Regions from separate parts of the Mus musculus genome. Here regions 2, 3, 4 and 5 are each linked to region 1. A link is a contact called in public HiCAR-type and HiChIP or PLAC-seq data. All regions are on one chromosome and are shown on one strand. Each heading gives the region's core, a stretch centred on a gene start, on an enhancer-like site or on the middle of the called end of the contact. The rest is flanking DNA. Distances are from core to core; before and after follow the strand shown. Region 1 holds the start of Vps54 (VPS54 GARP complex subunit). Region 2 has its middle 75 kb from the start of Gm32142. Region 3 holds the start of Slc1a4 (solute carrier family 1 (glutamate/neutral amino acid transporter), member 4). Region 4 has its middle 24 kb from the start of Sertad2. Region 5 has its middle 7.5 kb from the start of Gm39606.

Region 1 (2,700 bases), core at 9-2,508:
AACTGCTAGGGAGTCAAATAGTTTTCCAATTAGAGCTCCCATTTATAAAACTCAATGCCCATCAAGACCTGCAGCATAAGTTATCACCTTCTTCTCCATATACCACAAACAGCGTATCATAATATCCCCTGCCCGCTGAACATGTATTAAGACTGACCTGAGTTTGAGAACCCGAAATTAAATCAATTAGAAAACAGAAGTAGCCCAATTTAATTCTTCGAAAGTAAAAGACGTCTCTATAAGGACCAAAAACCAAACTTGGTTAAAAAGGTATTTTAAGAAACACTTTGTAACTCTAATAGGCCAAAATTCTTTAAAAAAAAAAAAAAAAAAGTCACCCTAAGCCATACACGGACAGGCCAAGTAGCTAATTATAATGGTCAGGCAAAAGTTCCCAGACAACCCACAGGGAACAGGGAAGGCCTGTCTTTGTATCCCTGCAGACAGCAGTTAGCAAAACTGAAAGAAATAAAATAATTTAAACTACAATGCAAAACTGCACAATGCCGAGTTCTTCTTTGGTTTAGTATTCTCGGGCGGGGGGGTGGGGGGGCGGTGTTTTTATTCTAGAAGGCTCCAAGAGGGGTTCAGGCCTGGCTGAAAGGAGACAGGGAAAGTTTGGGCTCCGCGTCTACAAGGACTGATGGAAGTTGCTGGTCCCGGATTCCGGAGAGGGGCGAGGGGACTGGGGCGGCACCTGCGGACGCCGGCCGGGGCTGGGGCACAGCTGCCGGCCCGGATCCTGGGAGTGCCGAGAAGGAAGTGGTGGTGGCGGGGAGGATGAAGCTTCGGCTCGGTCACCGGCTCCGAAACTCTGTCAGCTCCAAGCCCCGAGGAGACGGAGGGGGTGGGGTCCCGCCGCCCCGCCGGTCACCGGGTCGGGGGAGGGTGGCCGCGAAGCGCGGGCCCGGCACCTACCTGCGGTCCCGGGCGGCAGCCCCAGACGAGGCCTAGTGCACCGCCGCCTCCATCCCTCCACGTCGCGCCGAGACTGCTGCTCCGCGGCCGCCGCCGCCCTGCGCGCCGGGTCCGAGCCCGGTTCCCGCCTCCGCCCCGCGCCTGCTGGCCGGCGGGCCCGGGAGCACAGGGCCGCCCTCTCGAGCCCAGCGCCGCTCGGGGGCAGAGCGGCCGCGGCGGGCCCCTCACGTCTCGCCCGGGTGTCCTGTCAGCCAGCAGTCTCCCCCGGGTCCGCAGCGCCGCCTCCGCCGCTGCTGCCGCCGCCTCTCCCACATCCCCGGCCTCCAGGGGAGCCGCCGCCGCGCCGCGACCACCGCCCCCGGCGCCTCAGCTCCCCACGCCGCCGCCCGCCTCACGCCACCGGCCCGGCGCGGCTGGGTCCGCGGAGAGCGTGCAGCAGGCCGCCGCCGCCGCCAGGCCGCCGCAGCCCCCAGCCCACAATCCACCGCGGCGTCGCCGGGGCGGGAGGGCCGCGGCCAGACCGGGAGTCGCCGCGCAGCTCCGACAGGGCCTGGCGCGGCCGCCGCAGAGCTAGCGACCCCAGAGCGGGGACGACCCCGCGTGGCTGCCCCGTGCCTCCCCCTGTCGTCCTCGTAAAGGCAGGAGTCGTCTCGGATCTGCGCTCCAGCTCGCACGGTTCCCCCCCCCCGCCCAGGTTGTCCAAAGAAGCCGAGCGTTGCCTTCCGCCTTCCCTGGCGAGCGGGCGGGAGCGGACCCCTCGCCCCCCAGACCAACTGACTCCCGGCCGCTTACACCCACTAAAGCCCTAGCTTCCGCCTGCCCTGACTCCCTCAGCCCCTCATAGTAAACAAACATGGCTCCGTCTCCAAAATTAATGCCTTTCAAAGGTGAAAGGTCAACTCCAGATACCCCACTGGCCTCCAGCACTTAAGGCCTTTTGAGGCTACCCTGTCCCCCCAGTTCCTGGCTTCCAATCACCTGTCACATTTCTCAGGCGCATAAGTCAGTTGTCCCTGCCCTTTAAAAATCTGAAAAACTTGGGTGTGTGTGCTTATTATTAAAATCTATTTGTGATTCCTAACAGCATTTCCAATTAGGCTGAGTTCAGAGAGAATTGTGATCTTACTAGTAAAATTACCATCTGCAAGATAGGGTGTCTTAGACTACAATATGTTTATAAGTCTCCAATCACCTTTGGTTGATTCAGGAGTCTTGAGACTCAGAGCCACCAAGGTCTGGAAAAATAAGAAAAAAAGTCTTAATTACTTGAGGGTCTTTCTTAACTTTATGAAGATTTTATTCCATTTTGGAACTGTTTAGCCTACAAATAAGTTTCATGCATTTCAAAAGTCTGTTTTACAAAGCAAAAGTGAAAATGTAACTCAGTAGTTAACTGGAAAAAGAAACTGATGCAAGTCTTGGTCTTAGTAAGTCATTGAAAATTGCTAACAGCTTTTGTTAATTTACTCACCAAAAAGGTATGGTTGGTCAGGCAGTGGTGGCGCATGCCTTTAATCCTAGCACTTGGGAGGCAGAGGCAGGCAGATTTCTGAGTTTTGAGGCCAGCCTGGCCAGCCTGGTCTACAGAGTTCCAGGGCAGCCAGGGCTACACAGAGAAGCCCTGTCTAAAAAAAAAAAAAAAAAAAAAAAACAAGAAAAAAAAAAAAAGGTATGGTTGAAGGACAGAAAGGACACAGAGAAAGGAAAACACAAAAGATTAGCCAAAAGAAAAGTCCTGCGCTATATTTTTCTGAATTCAACTCTTTACAATGGAGCCAGGCA
Region 2 (2,700 bases), core at 165-2,664, 690 kb after region 1:
TTTTTTTTTTTAACTCAATCCTCTCATCTCAGACATTCAAGTAACATGGATTACAGGCATGGACCATGGGAATCAATTTGGTAAACTCCCTCTCTCTCAAGCTCACTCTCTCCCTTCTCCCTCCCTCCCTCCCTGGCCAGTCTCTCTGTCTTTAGAGATGGGTACTGCCGGGGATCCAACCCAGGACTTCACACATGCTAGGCACATGTTCTACTACTGACCCCCATGGCAGCTTGTTGCTTTTGGTATTGAAACAGTGCTTCACACAGTCCAGGCTAGTCTCAAACTCACTATGTAACTGAGGATGGCTTCGAACTCCTGATCCTTCTGCCTTCACCTCCTAAGTGCTAGGATTACAGCCATCATACAACATCATGTTAGGCTACACACTGTGCACACACACACATCCTTGAATTCATTTACAACAGATAATGCACATAACTATTCTAGATGGGGGGTTTCAATCAGACATAAGAGGGACAATAAACTCTGCAGGAAGAGAAACTCTTTAAGGGTTATTTTAAGTCTCCACAAAAGTGTCTAAAAACTTTCATTAACAGATAAACTGTGAGATTTTGTACTTTTATCCCCAAATTTAAATCTAAGAGACAGGAATGCATTATATTATCCTATCTTAGACATAGTTCCAAATAAAGAAACATATGTGATCTAAAAATAATGTTAGCATTTCAAAACACTCAGAAAAAAATTCAACAAACCCACGGTTCACACAGTATTGTGTTTGAATTTAAATCGAAGGCTAGAACCCTGCTGGGTGGAAGTGCTTGCCTAGCATGCATAAGGCCTTCGGTCCAGTTCCAGCACTAAATAACAACGTTAAAAAAAAAAAAGTAACAGGCCTGTCTGCTAAATTTCAAAGCAAAATAATTTAGAAAGATTACTTATAAATTATAGCAATATACTCAGACTTCTTAAGTTAGCCAAATTAGGTGTAGACATACCCACCTGGCAGACAGGACTATTCTAGGCAAAGCTGGAGAGAAGGCACTTTAGTAGCTGGCAAAAGGCTGCCTGTTCACCCTTCTTCAGGGAACTCCCCTTGACTACAGCACCTTCACTGATGTTTCAAGGGTTCCCAGCCTCGGGCCTTTCATGTATTTACTTTTGACTCAGGAACCTAAAATACATTCAAACTGTGTCTAAAACCTCTGTTCACAGGTGCAATTTCTGCTTCCCTTGGGGACAGTGAGGCCTGCTCCATTTTTCACTGCTTCCCTACTGAGAGTCTGTGTGGTAGCTGCAGAAGAAACTATTCTTTGTTCAAGACACAAAAGCCTTCTAACCAATGTTACTTAGACTTAAAGGAAGGCTGGATTCCAGAGAAGGCTACCCAGAACTTCTAGAGGGCGGGTCCCTTTGATCTAGGACTTGTGTTACCGCTGCAGCACACACCAACCAGACTTTGCACTATGCTACGTCACATACGGCCAAACATAAAGGACTAATTTCATTGCAGGGCTCTTTTGTCTCTAGTGCACTATAGGCATCACTGGGAAGACGCTGTGTCTTACTATACTCCCAAGAACCTAGGACAAATACTAAATATTCATAAACATGAAACTAACTCACGATGATCACTGCATGTAATGCTACTTTATAGAACATAGATATATTCACTTTGTTATTCGAGATGAAACTGACACTATCAGTTTCATTTGTGCAGGAAATGACAAAACTGCAGTCACTGAGACTGCAGCCTTAGCTCCCACTGTAAGCAGGCAAAGCAAACTCAAGGTTCTCTTGTTAACTGTTTAATATTGCTGGGACAACTAAGTGGCTACATTCCCATTGTGAAACATTCATTGTTACCAATTTTTATTTTTATTTTTTTAATTTTTGGCTTGGTCACAAAGGAAACAAAGGGACAGGAGAAAACAACTTAAAAAGTCCAATTAAAAAAAAAAATCTAGGAAACACTCCAGACCATGGTCATCATAAAGTTTTCCAGGGTTAATAAATAAGGAAGATTCATGATTTCTGGGAGAAACTGACATTGTTATGTTTTGAAGTCCCAACTCAAATTCAAATACAAATTGCTTACTCAAATGGATTTTGTGGTCGGAATCGGGATTCTCTTTATACAAAAACAAAGGACATGAAATCTACATTAAGATTCTTTCCTGTTATCATTGCATCAGTGTGCAAAGGTTAATTGTGGCTGCTACCAAGCTCTGACTTCCCCCAAACCCTCTGGAACCTGTTCTAGAGTGGGAATATGCCTGTCCTTTCCGCTCTGCAACCCCACCCTGCCTAGCTGGTCCACATTAGGGACTCCAGAATACAATGTGTCTAATTTTATTTGCATTAAATAAAATGTACAACAGGAACTAGAAAGATGACTCAGCAGTTAAGAGCACTGGTTGCTCTTCCAGAGGACCTGTGTCAAATCCGCAGCACTGACAGGGTGGCTCACAACCACCTATAACTCCAACTCCAAAGGATTTGATGCTTTCTTATGGCTTCCACAGGCACCAGACATTCAGGCTGCACAGATGGACATGCAGACAAAATGCCTATACACATAAAATTAAATTAAGTTAAAGATGAATTAAATTACATTTTAAAAATAGCAACAGACTGTTTTCTAAGTCAGAGCCAGGCAGTCTTGCTGGTGCACATCTGTGATTCCTGCATTCACTGAGAGGGTTGACACAGGAGTCCCAGGTCAGCCTGACTAAA
Region 3 (2,700 bases), core at 6-2,505, 910 kb after region 1:
GAGGTAAACCATGTTCTGGGAAACAAGATAAAAATATGTATAGGTCCTCATCTAATGAACACACCTCCCTCCCACCAATAAGCTCCTATTTCAACAAGCTGTACATGACAGCTAAATGGCTTCATGTAAGGAACTCTTTGCTGTCTCAACAATTGGACGTTTTACACCTCGACAGGACATATTGATTTGCACAGGTTTCTGTTATGGTATACTTCAAAATTACTTTACTTCACATTGTCTTCCTCTTTAACTCAGCTACACCTAACTAGGGCTTTCTTGGAGGTCTGGGGAGGTAGTTCTTTTCAAAAGCAGAATAGGGAAAAATAAATAAATAAATAAATAAATAACACAATAAACGACTGCCAAGGTTTCCCTTTTTATCTGCTGTGGCCCGGGAAGATAGTAAATAAATGGCATTTTTAAAAAATCCATTGAACCATCTTTCAGACTGGCCAAACACTTGACTGAACTGTTGGCGTGCCAAGTCTGGAGACCCGGAAGGGGGTGGTTAAAATCCCGCTTGTGTTTCAGCTTAAGTTACATGGCAGACACGCCACCGAAAGTGGTGGCGTTAGAGCTCTGTTTCTCTGGGAGAGTTTTACGTCTTCAGCCTGCACACACCAGGCTTCTCCCCAGAGTCCAATGGACTCGCCCCAGAGGGCGCTAGTGCACGCAGTGGCTCACCCTTGGCACTGTGCATAGTGCCACCCGGACTCGCTGGTCACCTAAGGGTAAAGCTCTGCTAGAGTCTTGTACGTGCACGCAATGAGACTTTCCCCCATCCACCCACTCCTTTGTCTCTGTACCAGGAAAGCCTACAGAGCCCTTAGAAGAAAGGATTTCCCGCAGGATGGAGGTTGGGTCGTTCCGGACTCCCTAGCGGAGGGCGGGCACCAACCTCCGAGGGCTCCCCTCCTCCACCAGCTGAGGAGAAGAACTGCCGAGGCGTTCCAGACGCTCCCCTCCCTCTCTCCCCGAGGCCTGGACAGTAGGACTGAAAGCTGCCAGGAGACAGGATTGGCCGATGGCCTCACGCCCCGTCGGGAGAGCCCAGCCTGCCTGTCTCTCACTCTCTTTGCTGTGCCTCCCGGAGGGTGGGAGAAGGGCGGGACCTGGGAAACGTCAGGGAGGTGGGGAACGGATATTCAGGGTTCTAATTGGTCGTAACATCGGAGGTGCGCCTACATGGGCGGGGCGAGCTCAAGCCCCGCCCTCCTTCCTAGGCTGCAGCCTCCAGCGTGCCTCCTGCGTTGCATCATCTCCAGCCTGCAGCGGCTCTGAAAGAAGGCTGGGCGCGGCGCGGTCTGCTCTGCCTGGGCTCCAACCCACAACCCACGTCTCTCTTTTATCTTTCTGAAAAGTGTTCCTGTAGGGACTCACAGAGCTCGGAAGCCGCAGCTGGCACAGGCCACTGTCTCCGCCTGATCCATTCATTCGAAACCGGTCTTTTCTCCAAGTTCCTTGAGTGTTACCGCTTAGAGCGGTGGGCAACGACATGGAGAAGAGCGGCGAGACCAACGGCTACCTCGACGGCACCCAGGCAGAGCCTGCGGCCGGGCCCCGAACGCCCGAGACGGCGATGGGCAAATCGCAGCGCTGTGCTAGCTTTTTTCGGCGCCACGCGCTGGTGCTGCTCACCGTGTCGGGAGTGTTGGTGGGTGCCGGCATGGGCGCGGCGCTGAGGGGGCTGCAGCTCACCCGCACCCAGATCACTTACCTGGCCTTCCCGGGCGAGATGCTGCTCCGCATGCTGCGCATGATCATCCTGCCGCTGGTGGTTTGCAGCCTGGTGTCGGGAGCCGCCTCCCTGGATGCCAGCTCCCTCGGGCGTCTGGGTGGCATCGCTGTTGCTTACTTCGGCCTCACCACGCTGAGCGCCTCGGCTCTCGCCGTTGCTCTGGCGTTCATCATCAAGCCAGGGGCGGGCGCGCAGACCCTCCAGTCCAGCAGCCTGGGGCTGGAGAACTCAGGGCCTCCTCCGGTCTCCAAAGAGACAGTGGACTCTTTCCTCGATTTACTCAGGTACTGCTCTCCACCCCGCCAAAGGCACGGCGGGAGACGCCACGTGCACTCATATCACCTAGAGTTAATTCAGTTACTGTTGGCCCTTAACACTAAATTTCATATTTACGTCTGGGCTACGTGCTGGCCACACCTTTAAAGACTGGAGGCCACAGCTTTTTGCTGGAACCGATTTTCCGTTAGGTGGGATGTTAAGTGTATACCTTCTCAGTTGTGCTTTACTCCTTACACTGGGCTCTCTCAGTTTTGTTTGTTTGTTTTGTTTCGTTTTTTTAATTGTTCCTGTTTTCTCCCCTACATCACCCCAAAGCTTCCAGGACATTGAGTGACTTTCACCAGAGGAGCTATCCAGCTTGTAGTCTGAGGTTTTCTCTGATTCAGCCTTTGGTCTGGAAGGAAGTTGGCAATTTTCAGCAGAATTATGGATGTGTCCAAGAATAATAAAACTGGAGTTAGTTATGTGGAGCCCGTTGCCCAGCTACGTGACTGCCTCTCAGGCTTAGGACAGGTTGTGGACGTTCTTGGTCAGGATCATGGGGCCTAGCGTTATTTCTTTGTAGAAAGCGGGGAGATCCAGAGAGTTGAGATACACACACCTTTCTTTGCTTGTTTTTTTTTTTTTTTTTTTTTTTTTTTTCTCCACTCAGGAGTTGTATTTCATCCCCTGGGATGATAGAG
Region 4 (2,700 bases), core at 11-2,510, 580 kb after region 1:
ACCTCAGTAAGACGGTGATCTGAGACAGAAATGCTTTCCAGACATAGCTTTGCCCACCCTCGTGGTTCTGCGTTTCCGGCTGGCCGCTGGGGTATCGCAGAGATGACTCTTGGGGAGGCGGTACTCAGAGGAGCTGGTCTGCATTTCTTCCTCGCCACTGGGGTGCCCGCTGGGGTGCCGGGCTGCTCAGAGCAGGCACACACCCTGCCTCCAAAGGAACCCTAGTCCCAGCTGCTGACTGATCAGAATCCCTCCCCCATCCTGGGCCTGACCCTCTACAGAATGCAGCACCAGTGTCTCCGAGCCCAGAGCGGACGCCCAGCCGACCAGCCCCCAGACAAAGGCCCCATGATGCAGAGGACAAGCCAGAGTCTGTGTGCCAACCAAATTCAACTTCAAGTAGGCATGCAGGATGAAGGGGGGCTGACGAAGAGGAAAGAGGTGAGAGAGAGAAAGATGGGAGGACGAGGTTTCCCCTTTATCAGGACTGGTCTGGCAAGACCAAGGGTTTGGCTCCCAGTGGGCGCTGGCTCTGTGACTACATCAGTCATCCCCTCCACGGTGGGTCGGCATATGTCTGGGGCTATGGGAGGGAGATTCTCCTCGGTAGGTAGAGACGCTAGATTCGCCTCTCCCAGTGGCTTTGGTCCCTGGTGATTTCGGTTGCAGAGACTTCCTCCTATGGCCGGCTGCTGATCCCAAGGTTTTCATGGCTCAACCTCTCCAAGTCTCCCCAAGCCTTCAGCAGGGATGGGCATGACTGAAGCACCCGCTAGTGCTGCAGGCCACACACCCCCCAAATCGGCACACTCACAGCTGTCTGGAAAACACTTGGTAGCTGTGCACACATCAGAAACTGTTCTCATCTCTGGACCCTCTCCAGACCCAACTGCAAGGGGAGCATGGATCGGGCTGACTTGCCTCAGCCTGCCAAAGTGCAGGCCACATGGCTCTGTCTTCAGCCACTCAGCTGAATCCCGAGGCAGCCTTCTCCTCTGCTTGGGTGCAGAAACGGGGCGACACACTTCCCACATCTGAAAGACAAGCCTGTCGGGCCGAGGAGGGAGGGGCCTGACTCCCTAAGGTTGGGTTCCTCTCAGACTTCTCCCAGGAACACAGGCTTGTGCTAGGGGCATTGAGAGCTTCCTCAGCCTACCACCCCTCCCCCACTTTGCCTCCAGCCTTTCTCCAGCTTGTGCTCTGCAGCCATTTCTTGTCACTGCTGAACAATAAGCCTTGCAGGCAGCTGGCAGCTTGGCCCTGCCTGGGAGGCGGGGGAAGTCTGTAGCACTATGGGGCTGAGACAGCCAGACTGCTGCAGAGAGGGTTCCCAGCTCCAGGGACAATGTCACCATGTGCTGTCTGATCCTGTCGTGCACAGGACAAGCCATCCCAGATGCCTCCAAGGGTGGCACCTTAGGGCCTTCAAGAGTTTTTTTCAAATCCTTTTGGTCTGCAGTCCAAGACCAGCCCTCCCACTGTGATAACAAACAAGGAGAGGCCAGATAGCCAGCCTCATCTTGCTCCCAATAAGTTACTAACCTCAAGTCACATTGCCAAAGTAAGGGAGTCTGAGAACACCCAGAGTGCTCAGTCACAGAAAGTTCTCCCTACTGGCTAACTGCTGGTCCTACTGGCTGCTCCTCTCCATACCTTAAGGTAGTGATGTAGGTATGTCAGGAGGGGCACACCTCCCCCCAACCCATCCCAGACCCGGGGAAGAGTTTTCAGGTCTCCAAACTATAGGCAAGATATGCTGTGCTAAAAAGACTGGAGAGAAACTATAGCCTCAGCAACTCAGGTGGCCAAGACAGAAGCACTTACATGCAGGTGTTTGAGACCAGCTGGGATAACAACCGGTTTCCATACACACAAAACCAAACTTATTTAGGGCTGGAGAGAAAGAGAGGAGCAGGCTTGGGGTTGGTGACAAAGGGTCTTCTAATGAGCCAAGCTGAATGCTACTCCTCTGAAGCCATAATCAGGCTCCTTAGAGCAGAAGACCAGACCCCTCATAGGCCTAGAGCTTTCTGAAGATATCCCCCTCCTATGTGGCTTGGCTGTTAACCCTGTTCCCTCCTCTCCAGCACTCTGGTACACTGGGGCTCCCTGGACACCCAAGCCAATTAATCTCTTTAGGGGTAAACGTCCACCTTACTGAAAGCCTGTCTGCCTTGTTTGCGCCAACACTATCTTAAGGATTGTGTGGGTTGCAGTATCACTTTGGCAATGTGTCTCTGTAAAGGGCCAAATGGCAACTCCTTTGAACTAAGAGTCAGTACAACTGTACCTGCTCAGCTGTACTATGGAGTCAGACATCAGCCCTAGGGACGCATACCTAAGTAAGCACGGCCATTGTCTGGGGCCACTCTACTGCTTATTAACACTGGCAGTGTATAGTTTGTGGGGGTGTGACGTGACGACGTCTGGAGAAGACGAAATCCCAGGGTTCCTGTTCTTCAGAACTGTAGTGTTGCAAAGAAAACCTGTGTGCAGCTCAGGTGAAGCCAGGACAGAATTTGTTCTTGCAAAGTCTGGAGCCCTGAAAGAGTTGAGGACAGGATGGGCTCTTATGAGGAGGATGCGGAGACGGATTCATGGACAGGCATTTGAGGTTGGCCTTGAAATGAGGCTGTTCTGCACCAGAGTGTGGGAGCAAGGGCAGAGGCAGGGTGCTGGTGTGTCCCCGAGAGGGAGCTG
Region 5 (2,700 bases), core at 38-2,537, 780 kb after region 1:
CCTTCTTTCTATTTTTTGCCCAAATTCCTTTGTGTAGAGAATGTTCTACTCATATTCAGAAGGAAGGTTTTTCTTTTCTTTCTATTATTCTTAAAAAGCTGTCATATATCCTTTTTATCTTTTTCTTCAAGATCTAGCAAAGAATGAGGAGGATTGCGCCACTGAGCCAATCCTCACACAGAACTCTTTTATTCTTTAATCTTAGAACCTTTTTTTTTTTTTTTGAGACAGCCCAGGCTGTCCTTGAACTCCTGATCCTCCTGCCTCTACCTCCTTAGTGGTAGGATTACAGACACAAGGCACCATGTCTAGTTTTTAGAGCTTTAAAAAAAGTATCCTCCCTCCACATGACAGGCAATATGGATAAAGGAACAGTCCTTTGTGTGTTCATAAGTTTTACCCATAATGTACTGCTGTGCAGCTTCCTTTGGGGTGAAGCTCCAGGCTCTGAGGGTGAAACTTCATGGGGAATGTGTGCCTAGCATATCTGAAGCCATGGGTACAACCCCTAGCACCAAAAAATAAACAAGATCTAAACCAGGTGGTGGTGGTGGTGCATGCCTTTAATCCCAGCACTCCGGAGGCAGAGACAGGCGAGCTCTGAGTTTGAGGCCAGCCTGGTCACAGAGTGAGTTCTAGAACAGCAAAGGCTACACAGAGAAACCCTGTCTTAGAACAAAGGAAAAAAAAATCTAACAAAGAATTAATCAAGCTACGTCCAACCTTACTTCAGGAGTCACTTCCTTCAGAGCATGGGAGAGGTATTAACCAATAACTCACACACCTCAGGTGGGCACTGGGCCTTGCAACCAAGCCCCCTGGAGTGCTGGAGATACCACACCACCATAGCGCCTCTCACTGGAGTGTCCACCAGGATAGTGCAGCCTTGAAGGTATGTGACACCAAGTGTCCCTTCCCCCACACTGGCTGGATATGAGCCCTGGGGTCTGAGTGGGGTGAACATTTTCTGGCTTCAAGAGCTTTCTTCTGCTTTCAGAGTCCCTTCCAGGCTGATCTTCCACTTCTCCAGAGTCCTTCGCTTTTGTGTTTGGGCCAGCAGGAAAAAAGCCCTTGGCTTGGCTCCTTATCTGTCAGGAATCCAACATTTCCAGGGGGCTTGCTTGGTTTCAAGTATTGCCCGAGTCTTTTCTTCCCTCTGTAGCTGAGCTTTTAGCCAGGATTTCTTGGCTCTTAGAAAGATCGAATGCTTGCCTCCCCGAGTGCTCTAGGTCTGTGTTTCATTTGCAGCTGCCTGGCCCTGCACTGGGCGACAGTCTCAGTCCTCCCCTGCCAGCCCATCCCATCATACAGGGCCAACAGAGGAGGTCCTTTGTGTGGTTGTCCTGCAGTGTGGGAGGGAAATGCTTCCAGTTTCCTCCACGGCCCCGTGTCTGCCTTTACCTCAGCACAGCCCAGGGGCAGGGTGGCACTGACTTCAAGAGTGCGCTGGCCATCTCCTAGACCTAGCAAAGAACGGAATGCCAACCCTAAACAGCCCTGGCCCCTAACTGCTTCTAAGTCAGATTGGGAACAGCTCAGCACCTGGTACTTTCCTGACAGAACTTTGCAGCTGATCTTTCCCCACTGGGTTTGGCAAAGCTGTAAAGATTTGGAACCAAAAGAATTCATCAGTTCTGTAGTGCATTATGCCTCAGGCTCTGCCTGCCTAGGGTCTCCTTCCTGGATTCCCCCAGGCACACCCTGACTTTGAAGTCCTCTGGCCTGATGCGTGGCTGCCAGGCCCTGGAGTACAAGTGTCAGGGAAAAGACTGTGGCTTATTTTGGTGGCATTGTTGTCACTCCACGGCCGAGAAAGCAGCTGAGCTCTAGTTTATAGGTAACGGCTGGCAGCCAGTTTAGGACATGAACACAGAAGCAGAGAACTCAAGGACTCTCCAGTGTGTCTCGATCACCAAGGGTGGCCCGTGCCCTGGCATCTATCTCCCAGAAGAGAAGCTACATGGGCAAGCAACAAGGCCTTGGCAAGGCACCCTTCTTTCCTACTGGGGACTGTAAGGGGTGGCCCCGTGCTCTGCTTGTTCCGGGTACCGTGGCTTACATGCAGATAAATAGTATTTGGAGCCTAAGGAAAGTAACTGTGACCAGTGTGCAGTTTTACCTGGTTAGGGAGGAAAGCGGTTGAGTCAGTGGGGAGGGCCTCTGACAGTTCTCACCTCAGTGAGTGTTTGGAAGACAAAGCAGGTCATGGAGAGGCTGCCTTCTTCCAGAGTTACCCAAACCCAAAAGGTTTTGAGTGCTTTGAAGATGAAGGGTCTCTGTCTTAGTTAGGGTTTCATTGCTGTGAGGAGACACCGTGACCAAGGCAACTCTTATAAAGGATAACACTTAATTGGGGCTGACTTACAGGTTCAGAGGTTCGGTCGGTTATCATTATGTTAGAAAGCATAGCAGTACGCAGGCAGACATGGTGCTGGAGGAGCTGAGAGTTCTACATTTTGATCCGAAGGCATCTAGGACGACAGTCTTCCAGACAGCTAGGAGGAGGGTCTCAAAGCCCACACCACAGTGACGCACTTCCTCTAAGGCCACACCTACTCCAACAAGGCCACACCCCCTAATAGTGCTCCTTCCTGGGCCAAGCAGAGTCAAACCACCAGAGTCCCCTTAGAAGCTTTGCACCCAGGGAGTTCCTTTGTCCTCCTGCAACATAGCAGGTAACTCCCCCTTCATTCTTGAGTT

What was found. HiCAR-type assays count read pairs that join an accessible place to other places. HiChIP or PLAC-seq counts read pairs in DNA pulled down with a chosen protein or histone mark.
Region 2: a contact with region 1 is called in an H3K4me3 HiChIP or PLAC-seq map of bone marrow-derived macrophages, with 9 times the contacts expected there. The contact joins the enhancer-like site here to the promoter of Vps54 in region 1. A contact is called at or near these places in 3 of 39 promoter capture datasets (cranial neural crest, hippocampal neurons and pre-B cells), 5 of 484 Hi-C or Micro-C datasets (CD4 T cells, embryonic stem cells, muscle stem cells and 1 more), 6 of 115 datasets of contacts at active chromatin or transcription factors (astrocytes, bone marrow-derived macrophages, embryonic stem cells and 3 more) and 1 of 9 other capture datasets (liver).
Region 3: a HiCAR-type map of astrocytes shows a contact between it and region 1, with 2.7 times the contacts expected there. The contact joins the promoter of Slc1a4 here to the promoter of Vps54 in region 1. A contact is called at or near these places in 2 of 39 promoter capture datasets (hippocampal neurons and pre-B cells) and 5 of 115 datasets of contacts at active chromatin or transcription factors (astrocytes, embryonic stem cells, large pre-B cells and 1 more).
Region 4: a contact with region 1 is called in a HiCAR-type map of astrocytes, with 2.4 times the contacts expected there. The contact joins the enhancer-like site here to the promoter of Vps54 in region 1. A contact is called at or near these places in 2 of 115 datasets of contacts at active chromatin or transcription factors (astrocytes and embryonic stem cells) and 1 of 9 other capture datasets (liver).
Region 5: a HiCAR-type map of astrocytes shows a contact between it and region 1, with 4 times the contacts expected there. The contact joins the enhancer-like site here to the promoter of Vps54 in region 1. A contact is called at or near these places in 7 of 115 datasets of contacts at active chromatin or transcription factors (astrocytes, bone marrow-derived macrophages, embryonic stem cells and 3 more).

The regions. Positions count from the first base shown.
Region 1 is chr11:21,237,590-21,240,289 of GRCm38.p6, reverse strand. It overlaps Vps54 (VPS54 GARP complex subunit), which reads right to left and starts at 1,258. Exons shown (of 23, transcript NM_139061.5): 1 at 919-1,258.
Region 2 is chr11:20,551,930-20,554,629 of GRCm38.p6, reverse strand. It overlaps a transcript of Sertad2 not described here. Among named protein-coding and RNA genes, the nearest start is that of Gm32142, 75 kb to the right of the region's middle. Within about 2 kb of position 1,414, at least 71 of the 459 cell types and tissues checked have an H3K27ac peak or open chromatin away from gene starts, as enhancers often do. A contact at or near this core is called in bone marrow-derived macrophages, embryonic stem cells, memory CD8 T cells and 2 more, where this site is marked.
Region 3 is chr11:20,331,268-20,333,967 of GRCm38.p6, reverse strand. Slc1a4 (solute carrier family 1 (glutamate/neutral amino acid transporter), member 4) reads left to right here and starts at 1,255. Exons shown (of 8, transcript NM_018861.3): 1 at 1,255-2,022. The coding sequence starts at 1,496.
Region 4 is chr11:20,654,446-20,657,145 of GRCm38.p6, reverse strand. No RefSeq gene overlaps it. Among named protein-coding and RNA genes, the nearest start is that of Sertad2, 24 kb to the right of the region's middle. Within about 2 kb of position 1,260, at least 172 of the 459 cell types and tissues checked have an H3K27ac peak or open chromatin away from gene starts, as enhancers often do. A contact at or near this core is called in astrocytes and embryonic stem cells, where this site is marked.
Region 5 is chr11:20,459,233-20,461,932 of GRCm38.p6, reverse strand. No RefSeq gene overlaps it. Among named protein-coding and RNA genes, the nearest start is that of Gm39606, 7.5 kb to the right of the region's middle. Within about 2 kb of position 1,287, at least 63 of the 459 cell types and tissues checked have an H3K27ac peak or open chromatin away from gene starts, as enhancers often do. A contact at or near this core is called in astrocytes, where this site is marked.